Linked DNA regions of Gossypium hirsutum: all the other regions are linked to region 1. The links are chromatin contacts, called in public Hi-C maps. All regions are on one chromosome and are shown on one strand. The core of a region is the stretch at or near the end of the contact, and the rest is flanking DNA. Distances in the headings are between cores, read along the strand shown.

What was found. Hi-C and Micro-C count contacts between places; a contact is called where the count stands out from the background.
Region 2: a contact with region 1 is called in a Hi-C map of leaf, with 2.1 times the contacts expected there. The contact joins the promoter of LOC107894823 here to the promoter of LOC107893501 in region 1. A contact is called at or near these places in 3 of 34 Hi-C or Micro-C datasets (anther, hypocotyl and leaf).
Region 3: a Hi-C map of hypocotyl shows a contact between it and region 1, with 3 times the contacts expected there. The contact joins the promoter of LOC107893295 here to the promoter of LOC107893501 in region 1. A contact is called at or near these places in 4 of 34 Hi-C or Micro-C datasets (callus, hypocotyl and leaf).

The regions. Positions count from the first base shown.
Region 1 is chrA13:105,195,536-105,200,309 of Gossypium_hirsutum_v2.1, reverse strand. It overlaps LOC107893501, which reads left to right and starts at 2,252. Exons shown (of 1, transcript XM_016818514.2): 1 at 2,252-3,661. The coding sequence starts at 2,558. The coding sequence ends at 3,265. It overlaps LOC107893500, which reads left to right. Exons shown (of 4, transcript XM_041085571.1): 3 at 1-1,227; 4 at 1,696-1,923. The coding sequence ends at 1,214.
Region 2 is chrA13:105,327,195-105,331,987 of Gossypium_hirsutum_v2.1, reverse strand. It overlaps LOC107894823 (agamous-like MADS-box protein AGL80), which reads left to right and starts at 3,103. Exons shown (of 1, transcript XM_016820027.2): 1 at 3,103-3,917. The coding sequence starts at 3,226. The coding sequence ends at 3,717.
Region 3 is chrA13:104,955,951-104,960,723 of Gossypium_hirsutum_v2.1, reverse strand. LOC107893295 (galactinol synthase 2) reads right to left here and starts at 2,463. Exons shown (of 3, transcript XM_016818244.2): 1 at 1,922-2,463; 2 at 1,513-1,833; 3 at 944-1,423. The coding sequence starts at 2,266. The coding sequence ends at 1,058. LOC107893294 (ADP-ribosylation factor 2-B) reads left to right here. Exons shown (of 7, transcript XM_016818243.2): 7 at 16-217. The coding sequence ends at 21.

The sequences.
Region 1 (4,774 bases), core at 1,003-3,502:
CATTCACCACTAAGGAAGACTCGAGTTTCCAACGCCTCTTCATCGCATTCCATGCCTCTTTGAGCGGTTTCGTACAAGGTTGCAGGCCTCTCCTTTTCCTTGATAGCATACCATTGAAGTCCAAATATCAAGGCATATTGTTGACAGCAACTGCTGCAGATGGAAATGACTCTGTATTTCCTGTTGCTTTTGCTTTTGTAGATGCAGAAACCAATGATAATTGGCATTGGTTTTTATCACAACTAAAATCAGCTCTGTCAACATCTTGTCCTCTAACATTTGTTGCAGACAGACAGAAGGGTTTGCGGGAGTCAATCTCTGAAATTTTCAAGGATTCCTATCATGGTTATTGTCTGCACTATTTAACTGAGCAACTCATTAGAGACTTGAAAGGGCAGTTTTCTCGTGATGTTAAAGGTATCATGATTGAAGACCTTTATCGTGCAGCTTTTGCACCTAGACCTGAAGAGTTTCATAAGATTACTGAGGGCATCAAAAGTCTTTCACTGGAAGCTTACAATTGGATCATGCAAAGTGAGCCCCAGAATTGGGCAAATTCACTTTTCCAGGGTGCCAGATATAACCATATGAAATCAAACTTTGGTGAACTCTTTTACAGCTGGGCATCAGATGCAGATGAATTACCTATAACACAGATGGTTGATGTCATACGGGGAGAGATTATGGAGTTAATTTATTTCCGTAGGACCGATTCTGATCAGTGGTTAACAAGGCTGACTCCATCCATGGAGGAAAAGCTGGAAAAGGAGAGCTTGAAAGTCAGTGCCCTTCAAGTGCAACTGACTACTGGTAGCGAATTTGAGGTTCAAGGTGAGTCCACTGAAGTGGTTGACATGGATGGTTGGGATTGTAGTTGTAAAGGTTGGCAACTTACTGGTTTACCATGCTGCCATGCTATTGCTGTTATCAATTGCATTGGACGAAGCCCTTATGATTATTGCTCAAGATACTTTTCAACTGAGAGCTACAGATTAACCTATGCAGAATCTGTCAAGCCTATTCCAGATATGGACTGGGCTATGCAGAATGATTATTCGGAAGCCGTAATGACTGTAACTCCACCAACACGTCGTCCACCAGGTCGGCCTACCACAAAGAAAGTTGGATTACAGGAGGCAATGAAGCGCCAACTCCAGTGCAGTAAGTGCAAGGGTCTTGGACACAACAAGGCCACTTGCAAAGAGCTCTTGTAAATTGTTGTAAACTGTACGTATTGAGTATTCGTGTTCTGTTCTTTAAAGCTTGCATCAGTGATACTGAATACATCAATATAGTGGCATTGCTTCATTCGATTCCATATTTGATCTAAGACTGGTTTCTGTGGAGAGAGCCTATTTTTAATAGACGGCTTGTGTATTTAGCATTTTTATGTGCAATTTTACATGCAGCTTTAAGAAGAATGTTCGACTGTTTGTATAACACATGCTTATTATATCTGTGCTGCACTAGAACCTACAAGTTTTTGTAGGGTTTACATGAGCCAGTTGGCGGATATTCTGCATTTTCACCCATCTGTGTCCCCTCGTATTGCTCTGTAGCATATGTGATGAAATATTTTTGATTTGTTAGCAGAATTCTGTGGATGGCAATAGCCGTCGATTTTATTCCTTTCTTGAAAGTGTGTTGATATCGCCATTCGACCAATTATTCCTCTTATATGTTGGTGTTTTATAGGGATCACATTAAGGATCAAGTGCATCACATACTGTACATGCAAGCAACGGCGTTTATATTAGTGATGAGGGCAATGGCTGCTCTGGTCATTGAACATGTCAGTGATCAGTAGGGAAACTAATGGTTGGTTAAACTAGCTATTTATACCTCTGTTGATTGGAAGGTAATAAATGATACCATAAAGTTGATCATCTTTTGTCGGTGCATATTGAGGAAGAGATTGATTGGTTTAAGTTTGTGAACCACGGATGTGCTAAGCTAAAAGAAACTCTGATGGTGGAAAGATGGTATTTGGATGAGATACAGTGGAAATGCTCTTCATTTGGTGCACCTGCTTCTTGTAATGTAGGGGATGTTGAGATGGAGGGAAGTCAAAAGAAGCTGTAAACTTGCTTGCTTTGTGTAATGAGTAAGCAATATATAGAGAGCTGACATTAGAGGCTGTAGTACTAAAGGTATTTAAATCAATAAGAAGACACAACCTTAGTTTTGCTACAGAATCAGAAAAATGTGTATGACAAATGATAAAAGGTTGGTTGAGTTTGAACGGTAAAAGACTAAAACGATTATTTAGAGATTTGATTTCGAATTTAATTAAGGTCATAGGGCAGGGTTTTTTTTAAAAAAAAAAAACCTGAAAATATTATTAAATATTGTCTATAAATTATAATAATTATATTAAACCTAAACCATGCCAATGACAGCATGGTTGAACTTAAAGTTGGTATATATTTGTAAGTAATAATAAATGAGTCTTAAAACACAATAAACCCTAAATATAGTTTTAACAAAGAAAAAAGACTAAACATTGTAAGACTCAAACCAGAGGAGGGCAGGGCAGAGAAGGGGGTCCTCGATCACCATGGCTACTGGTTTGAGTACTAGGAATGGCAATATTGGCATGACCCTCCCCACCGCCGCCGCCAGCAAACTCAACAATCCATTACTATCCAAAGAATGCAGCAACTGCAGTGGCCATTCTCCCTTCTTTATCCACCAAGTTCGCCACTTAGGCATCCTACGCCGCCTTTGCACTGCCTGTGTCCTCCGCCTCCACCCTTCCTCGTTCTGCCCTGCTTGCTTTACCTTCTACGGCGGCTCCCCACCCCATCCTTCCAAACGTGTCAACTGCTCCAATTGCTGCTCCCTCACCCATTCTCACTGCGCAGGCGACACCGTTCTCACCTCTTACCTCTGCCCACCTTGTAAGGACTCTTCTTTCTCTTTCTTTCCTCTCAAGGACAACAAGATCGACAAGAAGCTCGCTCACGCTTTGCTCTGCGCTGCCAAGATTGCCTCCTTTTCCATGGGGAAGGCCGTTACCGTAGCATGGGCCGAGGCTGACAGGAAGGTAAGGGAGGCGGCGCTTGCAAGAAAACGGGCAAGGGAATCCCTCGAACATCTACTCGTTGTTGCTCGTAAGGAAAAGGCCAGAAAAGAAAATGAGGCCAAAGTTGAGGACTTGGGCGTGGACAATGGTGATGAAGATGGTGACGGTGATGGGGATGGGGATATTGATGTTGATCTCGTACGACATATAGAAGATAGTCTTGTTAAAGCCGACGATTGAGTTCTTTTTGTGTGTTTTGATGGAGGTGTCAAAGCTTGGAAACCAAGGCTGTACATTGTTTTTCATTTATTCTTCATCATTATCTTACATGCTTGCATTGCATCGTTTGCAGCAAGAAATTTTGATTGGTTTTCTACCTGTGTTAATCCCACAATTGGTGGTTTGCAGATTGGGTTGGGTCACAAAAACTGTTAACACTATGACTCTCAGAGTTGATCTTTGCTTTTTTTTTCTGTTTTTTTTCCTTTGCGTTTCTTCAATATACTACAAAATTGTGTTAGAAATGAGGACATGAAGCAAAACAGAACAGACTTTGATTTGAGTTCTAAGGAGTATCAGTTTCCTTAACATGTGGTTGTTTTGTTCATGTAATATATGTTACATTTTCTGGGCTTATCTGAAGTTTGTTAAATGATTCCAAGAAACATATGGGCTGTAATAGATTGATCCCCCTCTCTTGGGAGGTATTTTTATAGGCTTCTTTTGAGCTTCTTCATCCTCTAGGTGTTATTATGAAGTCATGGTGGGTCTCTTACACGAGTACTTAGGAACAATCGAAGGCGAGCTCATATGTTTGTGTGTTTTGGGTAAGGTGTTTCTTGCTTTTGATTAAGGTGGTTGACTTGACCAAACACTTCAAACGTGATATTTAATCAAAAGATGAAAATGGAATGACCAGTGGCAGTTGAGGCATATGTCCACCACCGCCAAGTTGATTCATAACAGGGTTCACTTGGTTCTGTTTCAAAGCGATGTAGCGTAGTAAGTAAAAGTGGCAGGCCAAGTGCTTCAAGGTTCCAGCACAACTGAGCAACGCTCAGATGTTAACAGACAGGACAATATTGGTATAAGTATTGAATAGGTATTTGCACTGTAGCCAAAAATGCATTTTTGCTAGGTAATTTTAAAGTTGGCACAAATAAATGTGAGAGGTTAAATCAAAGGGTCGATTTGATTTTAAAATTTACAATTGAATTTATAATTACTTTATTTATATATCTAATCTAATCTAATACTTCCAGTTATGATATTCATTTTTAAAAAAATTATAATTAATATTATTACCATAGTAATTTTATCTTTTTTATATTTCTATATCATCTTTAAATAAAATAATTATAAATTTAAGGATTCAACATGTGTTTAATAGTATTAAAAAATATAAATTCATCATCAACCCCTATATTCATTGTTAAATAAATTTTAAACATAAAACAATTCCTTTCACGTACATTATTGGTGTGACAAAATCTATAATTATTAAAATTTTAAAGCCAAATTCACGACCAAATATATTTTGGGTAAACTACAAAAATAGTCACTTTTGTTTGCCTTAGATTACATTTTAGTCACTTATGTTTGAAATGTTATGTTTTAGTCACTTAATGTTATCATTTTGTTACGAAGTGACCACTCTACCGTTAAATTCCGCTATCTCCCTAACGGCAGTCTTACATGGTAGTCCAAATAAGTTTCAAATGCCAATTTGGATGTTCAGTTGTTGAAATG
Region 2 (4,793 bases), core at 1,854-4,353, 130 kb before region 1:
ATAAATCTAACAATATGTTGAACTCAAAGTTTTCATCAGGGTTCTATTTTTTTTTTGCTAATAAGGTATTCATTGTTGATAGCATTACATATGCTCTCCGAAAAGGTAAACAATTGATTGTGAATTGTGATTTATTCTCATAAATGGTTTTATTCTATTTGCTTTTTTATTATGGGTCTGTGAAAGTATAGAAAGAATAAGATTTTACGTAGCTTTAGTATGTTAGCACTTGATATTTTGGTTAATTCTATGTTAGTAGCAGACGTGGCTGTTCAAATTTAAAATTTTGCACTTGATATTTGTAAGGACTTGTATAGTGTGACGAACCAAATAGCCAGAGGGCCAAGGTTGGTCAGTTGGTCTAAGTTAAACAGTGGAACTTAGGGATGTGAATTTGGATTGTGGATTGGATATTCGACTTTTTGTGGATTCAAATATTACGAATTCAGACAATATTTGAATATTTCGGATGCAAAAATTACCATTTATTTCGAATTTGGAGCGGATGCATATAGACTCCCTCATAAATTTATTATCAGAATCCACATTCCTACACTAGTAGATTTAGACTCAGATATCCACAAAATATTTGATAAGAATCTACTACAAAATCAATGCTTCTATCAAAGTTTAAACACAAAAGTCATGTTTTAACTATCAATATTTACCTTAAACATTGGTTAGTAAAAATATAATAAATTATATACTTTTAAAATTAAATATAAAATATATTATAAAAAATCTTTTGTTTAACATTTTATTCACTAAAATCAAATTTAGTTTATATTGGTTTATATTCTTTTGCATCAGTAAATCTAACCAAATAATGGGATGGAATCATAAAAATCCTTATATTTTTTTTATCCCTTTTATTTTTTGATAAATTTAATAAGTGAAATTACTTTAAACAAAAAAAAATTATATAATTAAAATAAATATTATTGATAAGCCATAAAAGTAACATATTTTTAATCTCATTCTTGATGCGTTTTTGGATGATTTATTATTTAAATTAGTGAATTTGATGCTCCTAATCCTTTAAATTTATGTTTTTATACTTAGGTGAGCATATGAGAGTGGAAGGAGCGAAAGAAAAGCCAAAATCGGACAAAAAGAGTTGTTTTCAGTATCTATATGGCCTAGGCATTTCCACACGGGCTGGGCACACGCCCATGTGCCAGACCGTGTCAATTTCGCAACCTGTTTCCCAGATACGCGGAAAAAACCAAATCTTAGGCTTTCTGAGCATTCTAAAGTCTATAAATACCAATTAGAAGAAGACCTATGGGAGCAATCAGAGAAGATTGAGGAAAACACTCGAAGAACGCCATCAGAATCAACTTGGACGCAAATCTCCCTCAAGATCGAATATCTTCATTTAATCTCTTTTGAAGTTTTATTGAGTTTCTTTATGTCTTGTGGTTGTCCTAACTTTGTGATGTTCCTTTTTAGGATTATGAACTAAATTCCCTAGATACGTAGGGAGGATGAACCTATGATAAATCTTATTATTTAATTTCTTTTTTTACACGATAAATACTTGATTCTTGTTCTCAATTATGTATGCTTATTTTGTGTTTTAATATTTTTGGGATATTAATTCATGTTTAATGTGCTTATTTTAGTAGAGCAACTGTCCTTATTTAAGAGTAGATCTAGCATAATTAAGTGGATTTGCATGCAATCCTAGAAATAGGACGACATAAATCTACCGGATTAGAGTCAAATCTAATAGGGGAATCCATAGATCGAGTTAATACGACGTTAGGGGTTTTAATTAGAAACAGATTTCAATTAATCAACCTAGAGTCAGTTGTTCTTACTCTCGAAAGAAATATTAATATAATTTAAGGATTTCTACGGATCAAGACACAAGTGAATAAATCGTTTAATTCAGATTCATAATAATAGGTGAAGTCTAGGTGGATTCTTTCCTGGGTATTGTCTATCTCATTGGTTATCTTTGATTATTTTCCTATTTCATTCTCTGTTGGGTTTATTAGATAATTTAGATTAGTAAATTTAGATTAAAAACAATCACTCCAATTTGTCGGCTAAATAATAGAAAAAATGGTAATTACTAGTACTTTTAGTCCTCGTGGATACGATATTCCCTACTCACCATAACTATACTATTGTTCGATAGGTGCGCTTGCCTTAGTCGTATTTATAGTTAGTTTAGTGACCATTAATTATAACTAATATGAATTTACTTTATAGTGTGAGATATAAGTTAGTAGACATAAACTTCTAACTTCATATAATATATCAATTGTTATATCTAAGTAAATTACGAATAGTGAGTGGTTTTGTTCAATCCAAGGCACAACTTTGTTTCATCTTCCCCTGCTGAAATAGAACCATCAACCCATTCTGATTTCTTCGTATTTGACAAGACATATTTGTCACAACAGGTCTTTTTAGTTCTTGGCTTCTTAGGTGCAGCACCTTCTTTTTCCCAACTTATTCGAGATAGCTTTAAAATGGGTTTAGTCAGTTCTGAAAATGTGGAATAAAGAAGTGTACAGGCATATTACTACAAGGGAGCAGTTGTTCTCATATCCAAAATGTATAAGAGTTGTTTTGAAATATCAATGTTGATCCCACCTCTAACTAACGAAATACCATTTGTAGACAATACATTGAGATTCAATGGATCAACAAAGCACACAACTTTGATGGCCTGGAAGCTTGAGTGTAACCCATATGAGTCTTGATGCCCTTGTGGAGGCTACTTTTACCCAATAGCTTGTATCTCTTTGTTAATATTTGTTTTATTCTCTAAATTCATATATAGCACTGGTGTTGTTTATCAAGTCTTTAGTGTCGGTCTGGTCTTTGGGTTAAGTATTGGGTTAAGTTTTCTATTCTAGTTGGCCCAAACCCAAATATCTTAAATTTTATTTGGACTTTTGTGACATAAATGGTATATATCACTGAAATAAGAAATATGCAACTGACAGCCAGAGATATGAACCCAAAACATACTTATGCATTTAATGTCTACATTAAAATTACAGCTACTATGGTAATGAATTTGGTATCATATCTGGAATTTAAACACCTGTCTTCTCATTTCCTTTTTAGGTCAAAATTAATATGTGTCCAGCGAGGACAAGTGATGCATCCCTTCTTCTCTACAATCCTCTAATATCCATATATAAGCGTACACACTGTTGGCGTAACATGCAACCAAATACATAGAAACTGAGACTTCAATTCTCCATGTCTAGAAAGAAAATGAAGCTTGCCTACATTACCAATGATTCAAAAAGGAAAACTACCTACAAGAAAAGAACCAAGGGTTTGGTGAAGAAGGTGCATGAACTCACTACCCTTTGTGGGATTGAGGCTTGTGCTATTATCCACTCTCCTGATTTCGACTCTCAACCAGAGGTATGGCCGTCCCACGTGGATGCCCGAAGGTTACTTTCCGAGTTCAAGAAGTTGCCCGAGTCGATACGAAACAATAAGATGGTTAACCAAGAGAGTTTCCTCGAGCAAAGCATAGCCAAAGCTAATCAGCAGCTCTGGAAACTATGCAAGGAGAACCGCCAGAAAGAGTTGAAAAAAGTCATGTTCGAAAGCTTGAGTGGAAAAGGGATATTTCAGAGTTTGAATGCGATGGACTTGAATGAGGTGGGTTTGTTGGTTAATCAAAACTTGAAGGATATTGAAAATAGAGTTCGTGTGCTTACTAAAGCGTCTCGTTCCTAAGGATGTTATTTGCAGTGCTCTCTAGATCTAGTGCCTTCTTTTTCTTGGGATATATAGGTGTATCAAATTCAATTTTTGCTTGTGTTATGTCGACCAAATATTGTAGTCGTTTACCCTTTGAATTTAATATGGTTCAATAAATTACATAGAATTTGAATATTTTATGTGGCTATCGTCTTTGTAGTAATCGAAATATATCATTTCCCCCATTTCAGATTTCTATTGAGTCATTATTTATGAAGGCTTATTTGTAAAAAATAAAAAAAAATTTGAACTAGAAAGTAAAAAAACATATTAATGTTTTTTGTATGAGTTTAGATTTGTACTGAAAATAACATTTCAGATTTCTGTTGAGACTCATACTTCCTTTCCACTAAGTGTTTAAATACGCTTAAATCAACATTCTCTTAATTGTTATAATAAAAAAAATTTAATTGAGTTAAGGTTTAATCAACATAATTGAAGAAATTTATAAAATAGTTTTGTTAATATATTGATAAAAAGAAACAAGATTTTTTTTCCCTATTAATGAAGATTGTGGTGGCTCTCGCTCGTCGGAAGTCGATTAGAATACCAAAAGTGTACATTTTAAAGAAACCGAAGGGGAGGAAGGTATCTATATGGTCGTTGAGCTATCCTATGAACCAATATTTTCTTGGAGGGAGAAACTTTGGGGTAAGGGATCTCTTGAGAGTAACAATGTTTGATGCAATCGTAAATTAACTAAAAATTTGACTAAGGCAAGTGCACCTATCAATTAATAGTATAGCTACAGCGAGCAAAGATATCATTCCCACGAGGACTAAAAGTACTAGTAATTACTGTCTTTCTGTTATTTAATCGAAAAATTAGAGAGTTTGATTAAAACTGAAATTAATTGAATTAATTAACTAAAAAACACAACAAAGAACGAATAAGGAAATCAAACGATTAACAACTAGGAAGTGAAACAATACCCAAGAAAGAATCTACCTAGATTTCATCTGTCATTATCAATATGAATTAAACAATTTCTTCACTTAGTACATTGATCCGTAGAAATCTCTAAATTATGCTAATATCTCTTTCGAGAGTAT
Region 3 (4,773 bases), core at 1,214-3,713, 240 kb after region 1:
GTTTTGTTTCCATAGGGTTGAGGGTTGGTTGAATTCCAGTCATATCTTCAGGCAGCTATCCTTATTATTTTCTGGTTCCTTTTTTAAGTTTTACAGGAAATGTATCAGATTGTGTTATATAATTAATATATATTCGCCGTACTACTGAAATTAGAGGCCTTTGGCCTTCTTTGTAGATTGATTTCTCAAATAATATTCTTATCAAATACTTAGTTGACGTCTAAATCTCATCTTACGTTTTTTTGCCCAAAGGAATGAGTGAATGATTTAATATGAAACTTTTTTCTATATGATCACCTGAACTCTAATTCCAGAAAGCACACTAATGTACACTGTACAATTTTGATATTATCAGAGATGAAAATTGTTGACGGAAATCCAGACCTATATTAAAAGCAATGTAATGCAAATTATTTACTACCCTGGTTAAATCACTTATCTTCCCCAGCACCTGTATCCATTCTCTTTATTAATTAATCTAAGTTTTAAACAATTTTTCAAACCTTAACTCAAGCAATCACTGTTAAGATTCAATTCCCACAAAACTTTATTGCTTGGTGGGAGCTTCTCATTATTAACTCACTATATTTGTTAGTATAAGTTATCTGAACATCACAAAAAAGGAAGGACAGACAGGGACGACACTAAAATATTGTCAAAATATAATTTCTCTCATTTTATAATTTATATTTTATGAAACTAAAATATTCTCAAAATGTTATTTCATTATTTTAATAATTTATATTTTCATAATTTTAAAATATTAAATTAAATTTTTATAATTTTATGAAACTAAAATATTCTCAAAATGTTATTTCATTATTTTAATAATTTATATTTTCATAATTTTAAAATATTAAATTAAATTTTTATAATTTTAAGAGTTACCAGGTTAAAATTTTAAAAAAATTAAAACTCCCCGAGGAGAGAAGAAAGCAACTAGTAAGCCGAAAAAAAAAACCCTTACATAAAACACATTTACAATGCAGACTCTTGTTTTAAACTTAAGATATATTTTATACATGATCATATATATCGCCACCGTTGGCCACAAACTTCATGCAGCGGATGGGGCGCTGATATAGTGAACAACGCCAGCTTCCAACAGCGCTGCCAAAAATTGTTCAATCCCTCTTTGTTCATCCTCCTCCTCTGCTTCTTCTGCTTCACCAATACTGTAGTCGAGCGACGCATCATTGTAAATGTCCCACCATTTGGTCACCAGCTTCTTAATATCTTCCCTATCCATGTTCTCTTCTTTCCCAGTAAATCTCCATGGCTTGGACCCAGCTGCACAGTAGTGAACCACCTTGGCTTTTTCTGCATCAACGTTTTCCGGGTGACGCCATAGCATGGCCATCACCAGGTTGTAAATTGGTGGGATGGGCCTGTATATGTCCCTAAAGAACATGTTCAGATAATCCTGCATCAAACATAACAAAAGTACATTAAAATTCAAGACGCTTGATATAGGAAGTTAAATAAAAAAGAAAGGTCGAATATAATTGTTACCTGTTCAGCAAAAGGTGTAGGAGGGGTAACTTTGAAAGTGGCCAAGAGTTGATAATAAGTAGAAAGGTTGGGTTCATATACAAACATTCCAGCGTTGAAGTAAAGAGGGGGTTTAGGACCCAAGTGAGCAGGCCACTCCACCTTGTCAGGACACTGCTGACAGTAACCTATCTTGTACTGTGGGGTGTGGCTCCATGTTTTCTCACAGAAACAATCCATCACAGCATAAAAGTAACCATCTTCCACGTCAAACAAGTGATCTATGTTGTCAAACACTTGAATGTCTCCATCCAAGTATATCATCTTGGAATACTCCACAAACTGCAAATTTTAAAGCATTATGTGTAAGGTTACGTTACGTTTTTAGCCACATGCAAAAAAAAAAAAACAAACAACAACAACAACATACCTTCCATATACGTAGCTTGGAATAGTTGATGACGTAGTAGGCCATGGCAAACTGGGTCTGATTCTCAGGTGGGAGGACGGGTTCGATCTGCTTGACTATGCACCCTTGAGCCACCAGAATCTTTCTGTGATCCTCTGGCACGTCCGGCAAGACCGCCACCACGAGTGGGTACTTGCTCTTGACTTTCCTTAGGCCCTTGGCTAGCCCCACTACACCCTTGACGTAGTCACCGTTACCTGCCAAGAAAGTAACGTAAGCCCTTTCGGGAGGGATGGGAGCCTTGGTCAGAGCCGGGACCCTGGCGGTGACAGTGGCAGCTCTGTTGCTGGTAATATTAGGTGCCATGTTTGAAATTTGGAACAAAGGTGAGAGAAAAAGATGTTATGTTTTGATAGGATCAAATGGGCCGTATGACAATGTTTAAGGTGTTGAAGAGTGTTTGGTTGGAAGGAAAATGATGACTGTCTTGTAAACTTTGAGAGAAAAGTGTTTGGTATGTATATTGCAAGAGAAACTTTGATTGCCTTGAGTGAGGTTCTTGGGGGGAGCAAGTGGACGTTTATATAGGAATTGGATTGATCCTTTTTCTTTTCTTTTTTAATAATGAGAATTACAAAATAATTAAAGAATCCAATCCAACGTTGCATTAATTCTATATAATTCTGCTTTTAGTCCCTCTATTGTGTTGAAACTCAGGATTTAGTCCTCTATTTTATTTTGACTTTATTCTTTTGTTGTTATTCAATCATACAATTAAGGCATCATTCTTAACTCAATCACATTAATAGCAGCTACTCTGCTTGAATTCATATTAAATAATTTGTTAAAATATTAAAATTTCAGTATAAATATATAAATATTAATATAAAAATATATTTTTAATTTTTAATTTTTAATTTTTAAATAGTAAAAAAATTTATTTGAGTAGGTCTAGCATGGTTAAGCTCAAGCTTCAACTTGAATTTTTTTTTTAAATTAGGTCATATGGTTTGATTTGGTACACAAACATCTCTCACAATAATTAATAGTATCATCAATCTGAATCTATTAATAATATTATAGGGAAAAAAAAACTAAATTATATTAAATTAAAATAAAATTTTCTCAAATTTCAACATTATAGAGGGACTAAAATCAGAATTAAACCCATTAAGATTTTATACTAAAGTGCAGATTAAACTACCCTAACCCAACCCAAACCCCACACCAGTAGGCAACATCACCGAGAAATAGGGGGAGAGATCCACCGACCACAGCCCTACAAGAAATTAAAAGCCCCATACAAATAGCACACGTGGATTTCCCAAACACACGTGTCAACGTGGGAAATTTCTGGTGGACCACGTAGCATGGGGTCCACCGTATATCGCCACGTAATCAACCCGAATCAAGGTGGCACCCTCATAGGGGTCGGTCATTTATATGTTCTGTATATTTTGTAACTCTAGGGGCAAGTGGCAAGAAGGTGACGTAGGGTCCACTACACCTGTTTTCGTGTCATGGTGCTGGGGGAGGGGCATTAATCGGATGCCACGTGCCGCCATGAAATTGAAAGGTCGGCGAGTTGCCACGTGGTAAAATGCGTGTGCCTGTTTGAATCAAACGGTCCAATCACAGCCGTTGCCTTGCCTTTCGTTAAATTTTGCAATTCTTGTTTCTAGTTAAGTTAGTTAACCCTAACCCAAAACATACAATTGCACGTTTAATTCTTCTCCCAGTCCTTGTATTCTTTAAAATTTTAAAATTTAGTCCCACTGCTTTTATTTCCAAGAATTTAGTCTTTATGCTTTTCTAATTTAAAAATTAAAGTCCAAATGATAAATTTTTTTGGTTAAATTTGAATGTGACATTTCAATATCCAAAGACCTAATTTAAAAGTTAAACTTCAAATGATAACCACATATTCATATTTAAAATAAGTTAATTAATAGTTTTATTAATTGAATTTTAATCTTTAAATCAAACATGTAGAGAAACTAAATTTCAAAGAGTATAAGGACTGAAACACAATTAAACCAACAATTGCATCAAGATAATGAAAGTGATGTTGGGGACTAACCGACCAGATTTTTTGGATAATGTTTTAAGAAAAATCTTTTTCACTTTACACTTAACTCTCATCCCTTTGTTCTACGTCCAAAATTTGAGTTTTCAACAGGTGGAATGGGAATGGAATATACTACAAGATTCTTTTAATAAGGCATAATGACATTTTTCATCCTCAATCTTTCTCTAAAAAATCAAATTAGCCCTTAATTTTAAGAAAATTCTTTTTCACTTTACACTTAACGCCCACCCCTTTGTTTTACGTCCAAATTTTGAGTTTTCAACAGTTGGGAATGTACTGTATGATTCTTTTAATAAGGCATAATGGCCTTTTTCACCTTCAACTTTTCTCTAAAAAATCAAATTAGCCCATAGAAGGTTGGGGGTTGATTTTGCTTTTTAAATTGAGCCACTAATTAGTCACCACACTGGCATCGATTATAGAGTGGGTTAATGGTTGCTCTATTGGGTGGGCTAAATGTTGGTTGGTTGGGTTCCTAGTTAGCTTGCTGGTGTGGGATGTCACTGTGTCAGGTCGACTGCTGTTGCTTATTGGCTCTATTAATTTTTAAGTATTTTCGTAACTGGATTTAGCCGCTTAGGCCCATACCATTCCATACTGCCTCAAACTCAGCAACAGCTTCAGCGTTTTAAGGTTGAAGCAATTATAGTCGACTTTCACTCAAACATCACATGTCATACCAATTTACTCTATTTTCATTCAAATCATACATATAGTCAATTTATGAAAAATTTTGTGATAATTAAATTTTAGATATAATTGAGTATAAAGATAAAATATATTA